Linked DNA regions of Pan troglodytes: region 2 is linked to region 1. The links are chromatin contacts, called in public Hi-C maps. All regions are on one chromosome and are shown on one strand. Each heading gives the region's core, a stretch centred on a gene start, on an enhancer-like site or on the middle of the called end of the contact. The rest is flanking DNA. Distances are from core to core; before and after follow the strand shown.

What was found. Hi-C and Micro-C count contacts between places; a contact is called where the count stands out from the background.
Region 2: a Hi-C map of induced pluripotent stem cells shows a contact between it and region 1, with 2.2 times the contacts expected there. The contact joins two enhancer-like sites. A contact is called at or near these places in 3 of 7 Hi-C or Micro-C datasets (induced pluripotent stem cells and stem cell-derived neural progenitor cells).

The regions. Positions count from the first base shown.
Region 1 is chr15:97,523,901-97,529,121 of NHGRI_mPanTro3-v2.0_pri, forward strand. All of the region lies in intron 2 of CCDC85C (coiled-coil domain containing 85C), which reads right to left. Among named protein-coding and RNA genes, the nearest start is that of CCNK, 45 kb to the left of the region's middle. Within about 2 kb of position 2,296, at least 4 of the 24 cell types and tissues checked have an H3K27ac peak or open chromatin away from gene starts, as enhancers often do. A contact at or near this core is called in induced pluripotent stem cells, where this site is marked.
Region 2 is chr15:97,889,045-97,894,265 of NHGRI_mPanTro3-v2.0_pri, forward strand. EML1 (EMAP like 1) reads left to right here. Exons shown (of 22, transcript XM_009428453.5): 5 at 4,136-4,164. Among named protein-coding and RNA genes, the nearest start is that of EVL, 82 kb to the right of the region's middle. Within about 2 kb of position 2,332, at least 8 of the 24 cell types and tissues checked have an H3K27ac peak or open chromatin away from gene starts, as enhancers often do. A contact at or near this core is called in induced pluripotent stem cells, where this site is marked.

The DNA.
Region 1 (5,221 bases), core at 1,046-3,545:
CTGGGTGCTGCCTCTGAATCCCTAAGAACTCGTGCAAGCTGTGGGGTCGTAACTAACTCCTGCACACAGGAGGGAGGGAGGAAGGCTTGGCCTTAGACCCTTTGCTTAAGAGCAAAGCAAACACCACCGACCCCCAGAATTTGGAGCTGGGGCTGGGACCAGGAGCCAGAATGAATCCACAGGTCCCATAAACTTCTCGGGTCAGTCCCACAGTGCCCCTCCCCTGGCCCGGCCCAGCAGAAGGCCCGGCCTTTCTTTTCTTTCTGCATCACTAAAGGGTTTTGGGTGTTTCTGGCCAAAACACCCTTTTCTACTTCAAAGGAACTGAGAGAGCGGCTGGGCAGATAAAACACTGCGGAATGTCCCATAAATCAGCAGGCTGTTGAGTTACCCAAACAAACTGCAGGGGCAGGGGAGGCCCAGGCTGGGGCTGGGCTGGGGCAGGGGCAAGGAAGGCAGGACAGGCTGCAGCCATGTCTGGGGTCCCAGTTCCACTCACCAGCCCCTCAGCCTGGCTGTGAAAGATCCCACACACACCCTGCTTGCCTCCCTCAAAAGCTGGACCTGGCCCCGCACTTCTCAGAAGCCCCAGCCTCACTGAGGTCCAGCTCTTGTGTTCTCCCAGCCCCATCAGAGCCCTGGCCAGGCCCCCCACTGGGGCTGGGAGGTCTCAAGAGCTTGGCTCAAGGGCCAGCAAACAGCCGTGTCCTGCGGGGGTGAGGAGGCAAGTGGATGCTCTATTACCAGCTCCCACGGAGGCCACGGAGCCAAGACAGGAAAGCAGGGATCCGGCACTGACTCCCCTCATTAAATAGCCCACGCCCACCAGACGCCGGTCAGCCAGGGCAGCTGGGCACTGGAGGCTGGGAGCTGCTTCCTGGGCCTCAGGGAGGACCTGGGTGTGGTCCAAGGTCAGGGAGGGACATAAAGGAGAGACAGAGAAGTGGGAACCAACCTTCCTGCAGGGCCCCCAAAGTGTGATGGGTTTTAGATAACCCTGGCGAGCATCACAAAGGGGTCTCAGCACGGGGGCCTTGGGCACAGCCCTGAACCATCAAATGGGACTGCCATGCCCTGACCACGGCATTAACCCTGGCTGACCCTGCCTAGGTTAACTAGAGGCACTCACGGCCCGCAGGTGGAGGTCAGATCAAGGAAAGCCCCCTCCCCATCCACCAGGTACCAAAAAGAGGAAGAGGCTACAGCCCCCACCCCTAGGCCCAGCACTCACTCACCCTCCCCCAACAATGAGTGACACCCCTCCCCCCACCCCATCAGAGCCACCCATGCCTCCCTGGGTCACCTCTCCTGAGAGATGTACCCCTAGCTCCACTTAAGGGTGAAAATTCCAAACCACCTGATTTTCTTGGCCAGAACTCTGCAACAGTAAGAGAGTTACAAAATCTTCTCCAATGGAGAATGCATTCTAAGCCAGCACACACTCTGAATGCGTGCGTGCACATACACACAGTCTGACTACTGGGCCACACAGCCAGGAAGGGTACACCTGGGATTGGAACAGCTGCCCTCCCCTTCAGCCGGCCCTGCCCTGCCCTGCCCTGCTCAGCTTCTGTTTGGACTCCAGCGTCCCTTCCTCCACATCCTCTCTGGCCCTCGACCAAATGGGCTCCCACGTGCTGTTACCGAAAACGGAGGTTTGTGCTGCCGTCCCCTCCCCTCCCCCAGATAATTTCCCTGGGAGGAGATGTGTGTGCGTGAGCGTGAGGGAGGTTTTTAATTAGCTGCACGCAATTCCCACCCTTGCCTTCGGTGAGCCTCTATAAACATTTGCATGTCCATAGAACTTTATTAGCAAGCCACAAAGCCAGGCAGGAAAAACGCACAATCTCTCATTAAGGGGCAATGTGACTAATGGCGCATCAAATGAGTAACCATTATTGCACTTAAATCCAAATTAAAAATCCTGCTATGAGACAGGTCGCTGCCTTTGCAGAATGAGATTCCCTAGGATTTCCCCGAGGAGGGAAAGCAGGAGCTGAAATCACCTGCTGGGCTTGTTCTGCACACAGAGAAGAGCTCCAGCTAAGGAAGGTGCTGGCCCTTCCTCAGGCAGAGGCAGGGGGTCCACTGCCGCTCCCCAGAAACACCCGCCTGCCCAGTCTTCCTCGGGTGGCTCCCTCAGGACCCAGGGAGAAGGGATCTTACACACAGAGCTGCCAGCTCAGAGCTCAAACAAGATTTCCCGAATCCTTAACAGGGTGGGGCCAGCCCTGCCAAACACTCAGCGTGGCCCCTTCCACCCTGGCCAGGCCCAATCCGCATTACTCACTTCTAGAGCCTCCAGAGGGCAGCATGAGTGTCCTGGACTAGGGAGGAAGAGACCCAGGAGGTTGCAGGGCCTCCTTTTCCACTGAGGACCGGAGTTCAGGACACCCCCAGCCTGTATCCAGGGCCTTCACTGCAACACTGCCCGACTCGGGGCCCAGCGAGGACTCGCTGGGTGAACTCCAGTTGTTCCCCAGCCCTTTCTGGGCCTCTGCAGTGCGGCCCAGCCTTCTCCCCAGAGGGGAACCCCGTCCTGCAGGGAATGCCTGCCTGCAAAGCTGCAGGGGGCCTATGTGGGGCCACCCTGGGGTGACCCCTAGGGAGCATTGTCAGAGGGGGTGCTGAACAGAAAGAGGGTAAGACATGGAGACAGAGCCCACCCGCCCCAGCCTGCCCACCTGAGGCTGCTTGTTTGGGAAGGATGGGTGGGGTGGCTGCGGGCAGGAAGCGCCTTTCTGGGCTGTGCTCAGGGGAGCTGCTGTCACCCTGCTTCCTGCTCCCAGAGAGCTTTTGGGCCCTCAAATGTGCTGCATCGGTTATGTGTCCGAGAGGCACAAACAGAGCGCCTCCTGTGTGCCAGGCACCACGCTGTGCCCCATCAGGGAGGCAGCAACTAAAGGGGAGTGAGGGCTGGGGGTGCGAGTGGAGGCAGGCACTGAAGAGGGGGTGCCCTGTGTCCCCACCTGGGCAGCCTGCCCACAAGTGACCACTTGGACCACCAGACTGGGAGCCCCAGGCTGATTCATACGGAATGCCCTGGGAAGGAGTCCCCGTGGAAGGGCCACCTGGCGCGACTCTGGACCGGTGTCTCAGTGCTCGGCGCAGGGATGGGTGGGGACCTGCGAGGCTCCTCCCTCCTCAGCACCCTCCAGGATGCCTGCCTGACAGGTGAGCATGGGCCCTTGGCACCGTGTGGCACAGCACAGCTCGGCTCAGCCGGACAGCCAGGTGTGGCCAGGGTCCAGGACCACAGTGGACAGCAACGCAGCCACATCCCTCTCCCCCTCCCAAATTTAGGTCATGCCAATGACTGTGTCTGACTTAGGAGACACTGTGGGGCTCAGGGAGAGGACCCCAACACAGGCCTCCCCCAGCCCAGACTCTCCTGGGTCAGGTGCCCTCCTGTTTCTGGCCTGTGGGGGCTCCAGGGTATCTGTCACAAGAGGCCAGTTTCACCGCAGCTGAAGAGCTTGAAGGTGCCGTCTGCAGAGAGGGGCCTACATCCACCCTCAGAGCAATGGGAACCTGGGCAGGAAAAAGCCACATGAGCCCAGGCCCCGTGCAGCTCCTGCAGGCACTAACAATGCCTCTGCCCTGAGCGTGTGCTGAGAGGGTCTCCAGGTCCCCGTGGTCACTGTGCAGTCCCCAGGCTGGGATGGGGGCCAGGTTGGAGGACAGGGAGCTGGAGAGAGCTCCTTCCAGTTCACATTTCCTGCCAATCCCACTCCCACAGATGAGCCATCATCCCAGGGGCTACGGAGGCGAGAGGTGAGACCCAGGGGGCAAGGCCACGGCCCAGTGACCACCCCGTCCCCAAGACCTGGCGACCTCCCTCCAGGAAGAGGAAGTGGGGGCAAGGCCAGGGCCCAGGGAACACCCCGTCCCCAAGACCTGGCGACCTCCCTCCAGGAAGAGGAAGCACTGTGGGAGCTCCCAGGGTTGGTCAGTGATGCGTAATCAATGGTCTGGGTGCCGAGTAATAAACCCAGGGCCTCAGCGGCCTGTCAGGCTGACACCTCCACCCAGGAAGTGCTGGAAGACAGCGCACCCTCAGCTGGCTGGGCTGGGGGACCCACCTGGAAGCAGAGGCTCGAATGCGTGACTTGGGGAGACCATTCTCCCACCAGGGGCCCCAGCAGCTCCAGGGGCAGCTGGGGCCACAGACTAGCCTGGGCTCCACTGTCCTGCTCCAAACTAAAGCCCACCAAGATTCAGCTGTCATCCGTCTCGGAGATCCTCAGAGGGAGAGTGCAGAGAAAGCAGGGAGGACGCAGGACAGGGCAGGGGTCAGGGCTGTGCAGCGTAGCACAGAGGCCTCCACAGAAGACAGGCCTCAACTTGACCCCACGGGAACCACACCAGAGTTGTTCCCACGAGGGCACGCAGGAGGTTTGTGTCCACACGTCCGTCAGTCATGCCTGTGGGCTGCTCTGGAAGGGGAGGGAGACTTGGCACTGCGTAATGACGTTGTTGGTTTATCGTCTGTCTGCATGGCTGGACAGGTGTGGTTCACCTCCCAGCCCAAGCCCAGGTCTGGCACACAGTTGGTCAATGGTTCTCAAATGGGGGTGATGCCCCCAGAGGACAACTTGCAGTGTCTACAGACACTTTTTAGTGTCGGCTCGGGCACGGGGTTGAAGACCCCCGGAGGGGTAATGCGGGGCAGGTATTCTGGGGCAGGCAGTCTCAGGACGGGGAGAAGGGGACAAAAATGAAACCATGTGGAGGCCTGAGAGCTGGCAGGAGAGTGGCCAGTGCCTAAAGGGCCTGGCTCCACGGGTCTCGAGGCTGGGCACAGGTGGGAGCCGAGTTCACCCAGCAGCTCCCCAGTCCCAGGCCCTGTCCAGCAGGGATCTGGCTGCAGCCCAGGGTGCCTGGCATGTTGACTCATGCTGACCCTCAGAACTGTGCAACCCACGCAGAACCCTCAGCCCAGTGCCCACCCAGCTCAGCAGCCCTGGAGACCTCCCTCAAGGACCCAGGCAGCTTCCCACCGGGAGCCACAGCTGGGTGGGCATGTGGGCCCCGGCCTCGTCTCCACTAACTCATGCAGACTTGCAAGCCTCTTCTCCCTCCAAGCAGGTGTCTCGCTTCAAAGTGGGGATTCGCACCAGCCCTGCCACCCTGCAGAGGCGGGAGGACCCCGGGCACCTGGGCAAGGTGCGTGAGAAGGGGCTCACACCACGGAGAGCCCTCGGGGGCGGTCGCTGCATCA
Region 2 (5,221 bases), core at 1,082-3,581, 370 kb after region 1:
GGTGTGAGCCTCCCAGCTCAGACTGCACTGCTGTCTGTTGGTTGACTGCACTACTGTCTGTTGGTGTGAGTTTTTCCTTGGGGCAGATGTCTAGTGTTCTCTTGCCATCTCCCCATACAGCTGCTGGTCTGGTGAAGATTCAAATGTACCTCATCCTCCGTTGAGTCTCCACGACTGCTTATATCTTATATCAGCTCTCGAACCATTCAGCTCAAGGGAGCATACAGCCGAGCTCTTTCAGCAAATCTCCTTCTTACAAGCAATAAGAACTGTGCTGGAGTTCGTCTTGGAGATATTGGCCACAACTTAACACCAGAATAGCCAAGCGCTGAGAGTTTGTTCACCGGGGGGCAAATCCTTTCTCTCCTGCAGGCTTAGTTCTGTCATGGGCTTCAGGGGCAGGTGCAGGACATCTTGATTGACTTCACACCGGGCAAGGGATGAATGAAGCCTCATTCTGCAGCTGGTGCTCCTTCACCCTTCCTAGGACAGGACTGGGCATTCTCCCCCGCACCCCCCCACCGCCATGGAGCCACACCCCAGCTGCTGAGGGGATATTAAGTCACCCACTTAATTTTTTCCATCGAGCTCACATCAAGAAATGGGGAATCAGAGATGAATTACGTAACACCTTGAGAAGCGATCATCTCCCACTCCAAGTGAATTCACCGCCCAAGCATGTTTCAAAATAGTGCTGGGTCTGAAGGACCCACTCTCAATTTGAGTGGCTGTGCGTTCTGGAGAGATGCACTTTCTGCATACGGCTCCCGTCAACACACTTTGTTGAGAGGCCACGGTGGCTTCAATGTTCTCTTCTGGTTATCACTGCGCATCTGTGTGTTTGCCTTTCTATCAGTTGTTCAGAAGATTCGTCATCATTTTATGGGTTTATATTCTAAGATTTGCATGCAAGAGTGAAATTACCTCCTCCCAGGCTTGCCTTTTAGAAAAGGTGGTGGTGCATTGGCAGGAGTAATGGGTTCTAAACAAATATGCTGGGTTTTTTTCAATAAAAACTCAACTTTCTAAAATAATAAAATGTAGCAGTAGTATATTTTCTAAATACAGCATACCACCAAGTGATACATTGTTTAGAGCATGATTTAAAGAAATGTAAGCATTTTAGTACCACCTGATACCTCTCTCAATGACCTTAGTTGTTAACATTCCTGCTACCTAATCTGTTAATAGAAATCTTTTCATTCTTCCTCTTACAGTTCTTCAGTGTCGAAGGTCCATGAGCTTCCCTGTATGAAGCGTTCAGATTCCCTTGCGGATTTTCTCTTTGTAGGAAGAACATAGTTCATAATTGCTTTTTTCTGTCTCTAGGGCAAGTTCTGAATTTCTCATTTCTGTGTTCATAGCTTTTGCATCATTCTACTTTTGTGATCAAAGTCATGATAAAAAAATAGTTTTCTTATCTTTTGATTCCATACCTGGCTTCCCTTTGATTATGTTTCTGTAATTAGATTTGCCTCGTAGTCTTTTGTCAGCTTTCCTTCTGTCCTCACCTCCTTCTGCCTGTAAGTTTAATCATATATGTGAAATTTGGAGTTAAGATTTCTTCTGCTTCTGCTTAGCACACAGAAAATGACAAGAATGTCACTCCCACCCTAAAAATGAGAACAATTCAGGTATCTACAGTATCATAGCTATTTTAAGGCCACCATGGAGCTGAGGACAGAAAGTAGTATAATGAACTGAAGTGTTACTGAAAAGTGGCAAGCCCATCTGAGGAGGGACAGGCCCCACGGCTGCTTTTGTCTCTGGCAGAGTGGCGGGGAGAAAAGGGGAGCCCTCTTAGATGGGAGTAGGAAATCACCTGGAGCTGTAGAATTGGGAAAGGCTGAGTGTGGACTGGCAGGAGAGTTCAGAGTCCTCAGGGGCTCTGGGCACATGAGAACCCTCCCCCCGCTCAGACGCACTCCACTTTTCCCCAGACTTCCGTGAGTGTGCGTGGTGGATTGGGAGCCGGACAGGCGGCTGAGAGAGACCCACCGAGGCAGAGGCATGCCAGGAGGAAAGCCGAGAGACGTTCTCCACGCTCAGGGCCTTGAACTAAGTGCCAGGCAGCAGCTGGCCACCCCCGAAGGAAGGATGAGGAAAGCTGAGAGAGAGCCCTTTGAGGGGTGGGTGTGTAGTGAGGTCTGGGGACCTGGAGGATGGAGAGAAACTCCATCTGCACACCAAGCCCCACACCAGGTTCTTGGCAGCAGCTGTGTGTGCCCCGGGGAGAGGCAGGATTGCTGAGAGCTGACCCCACCACCCCCCACCAGGCACAGATCCTTGGGGCCTGCTGAAGGCTGAAGACGGAATTCCACAGGAGCTCCAGGCCTCACACCAGGGCAGCCGCTGTCTATTGTCCAAGGCCCTGGGAATATAGCCATGAACAGAAAGATCCCTGCCCCTGTGGAATTGCCTCCTGGTGGGAGAAACAAAATGAAGGCAGGGGGCAAATAAGTGCTATAGAGAAAAATAAAGCAGGAGGGGCGGGGGCTGTGGCGAGCAGGGCGTGAGGAGGGTTTCAGTATGGAGCAGGGAACATGAATCTGTACACACAGCTACAACAGTGGCCTGAGAGTGGCTGACTTCGGGGAGGATGGTCCAGGAGGGCCCATGAGCCAGCGCCTGACACGGAGCCTGCTGGGCCAGGTTCCCAGAACAGCAGGGAATATAGTGAAGGGAGATGAGCTCGGAAGAATACAGGGGTCAGGTGCAGATTGGATAGGGCCTTGTAGGCCAATGTAAGACCCAGGCTTTCAGGTTCAAAGGCTGTGCCATGCCTTTTTAGTAGTATTTTCAATGACCATAGTTTAGAGTTTAGGAAACTAAGCCTATAGCTTACAAAACTACTTTAAACAATTTGAACAGAGTAAACCACTTTTAACGCATCAGGAAAGTAGTAGGCTCTACCGCCCCACCCCATGTGCTACAGGAAATTATCTGGAAATCAAGAATATTAATATAGAATATTACTTACTACATCTTGGGATTAAGGATAGTTTTTATTCCTGGTGTTTTTCATTGTGTTTCAAGTCAAAAATTGAGGAATAATATTAGGAATATATCTGCTCAAGTTTTTGTTTTAAATACACACACACACAAAATGCATATGTACTCCTAGCAGCATTTAAGGCACTATGGTGAAACCAGTGCACCCCTTGACTCCCGTTTATTTCCTGTGTCGTCTTTTGTATCTTAAAGCAGGCAGAAGTCAGGGAAGCTAAGCAGTGCAAAGCATGAACTTTGGAGTCAAAGTTGAGGTCAAGGGGTCACCCCCCTCCCTGAGCTCTCTCGGTCTCCCTGTCCCTGTCTGGAATGGAGACGGTGCCATCTCCCCAAAGGTGGTGTCATGGGAGGGGTGCCCCTGGCAGGAAGTAGTGGGTCTGCAGTGGCGGCCGCCTCTCCTTCTGCCCCCAGGGTCCCCTCGTGGAAGTTTCTCCTGTGAGGTGCTTGCTCCTAGGGATGTCCAGTCTGCCTGCGGCTGTCTGTCCTTAAATGCTTCCTGGGTTTGGTTTCCCAAGTACTGTCATGGGGTGGTCTCACCTGCTCATGGTGGGTGCCCAGGGTGACTGAAGTCAGCAGGGGGGTCCCTACCTCTCCCGAGGGATGGCTGAGCTGGAGGGCACCACACCCTGGTGTTCCCCCCTTCTCTTTCTATTTTATGCTCACCCACTTGTCTTCCGAGAACAGCCATCTGCTTAGGAGGTGAGCTCTAAAAGGCCTCACCAAAAGATCTTTTGTCAGGAATTTGCTAGTTTTAAATAAGTTCTTTAAATAATCTGTCAGAAGAGTGTAGGGAATAAAAACAACCGTTTTTACACATTTAGACAGGGTCATTCTCTTCTTGATTAACCACATTTTTTCCTCCCCGAAACACTTACTTGCAGTCATAAAAAGCACAACTTTGGTGATAAAGTGAGGATTGCAATCTCTTGCACCTATGAGATTGTTTATGATTGTTTATGTGTGTTCCTTTTTGCAGTGAAATTGGTCGTGTTTTTCTTATTAACGTGTATAACTTATGCAGCATTTGTGTGGCAGACTACTGCAGCCGTGGCTTTGGGGTCTGAAGTGAATGAGATTAAACACCCACAGCACCCTTTAAAAACTGTTTTTCGTTTTATTTTCACAGCAAACCCAAGGAGCCTGTATTCAGTGCAGGTAAGTCTGATTTAATTTATGTATGGGAACCCCTCACTCACTTTCTCAGAACTCAAGGGACAGAAAAGAAGTAGCCAGCTTCAGGGGCCAGCCTTGGACACACAGGAGCTTTGGTTTGTGCAGACCCAGATGGAGCTTTGTACCTGGGGGTCGAATGGCTCAGATAGTGACAGCGAGACTGCCTTTAAACAGTCATAAAGAGCAAACCCTTCACCTACCCTCTCCAAAACCAATGTAAGACATGCCAGTAAGGAGGAGAGTGGAATGCCACCACCTATGCCATGATGGAATTTCTAGATTAAAAGGTGTCTGTTGCCTTGGTTATTCCTTCCTTACTAACTGGATTCTGTTATCAACATTTGCATTTCTCTTAGGGGAAAGTTTCTTATGCATCAAGTTATATAACTGTCTAAAAGTAGCTTTTCTTTTTCTGCCTATGATCTCCTAAACTGCAAACTAATAGTTCATGTATATCTTTCCATATATCTTTTTTAACACCTTTTGTAATAAGGTAGATGCTGTTGTCTAGCATCTTAACCTTATTTAGAAATATAAAATGCAAAAAATGGACAAGTATGTAATTGATGAAACACATTCATTTAATTTTAATTGTTCTAGTTTTTTTCTTAAGTTCAGAATTAAAACATAAAAGTCAAAGTTGTGTATTTATCAGCATGTGCTTTAGTGTTCATTTCATTTTCAGGAAGCATGAAATTACTCACTGAAAATGTACTTGCTGTAAGCTCTCAGGGCCACATTGTGAGCGCACTTGTCAGGATCCCTGAACCGTGTCCAGATTTTAAGATTGGGGGGCAGGTCAGGTGTTGGCCTGCGGGCTAGTGAGGGCTCCGGGCTCCGGGGCAGGCAGGCCAGCCACACTTGCAGTACTCCACCGTCTCTTTATCTAGCCCTTCTGTCTCTGTCTCCGAAATCACAAGGGAAACGCCGGGTGACACACTGCAAAGGTAGGCAGCATTTCTGAAACCTCATAGCTCTCTGAGCAAAGCTGTTACCCAGGCTACAGAAACCTTTTTCATACAGGCAAACAGATGCTCTC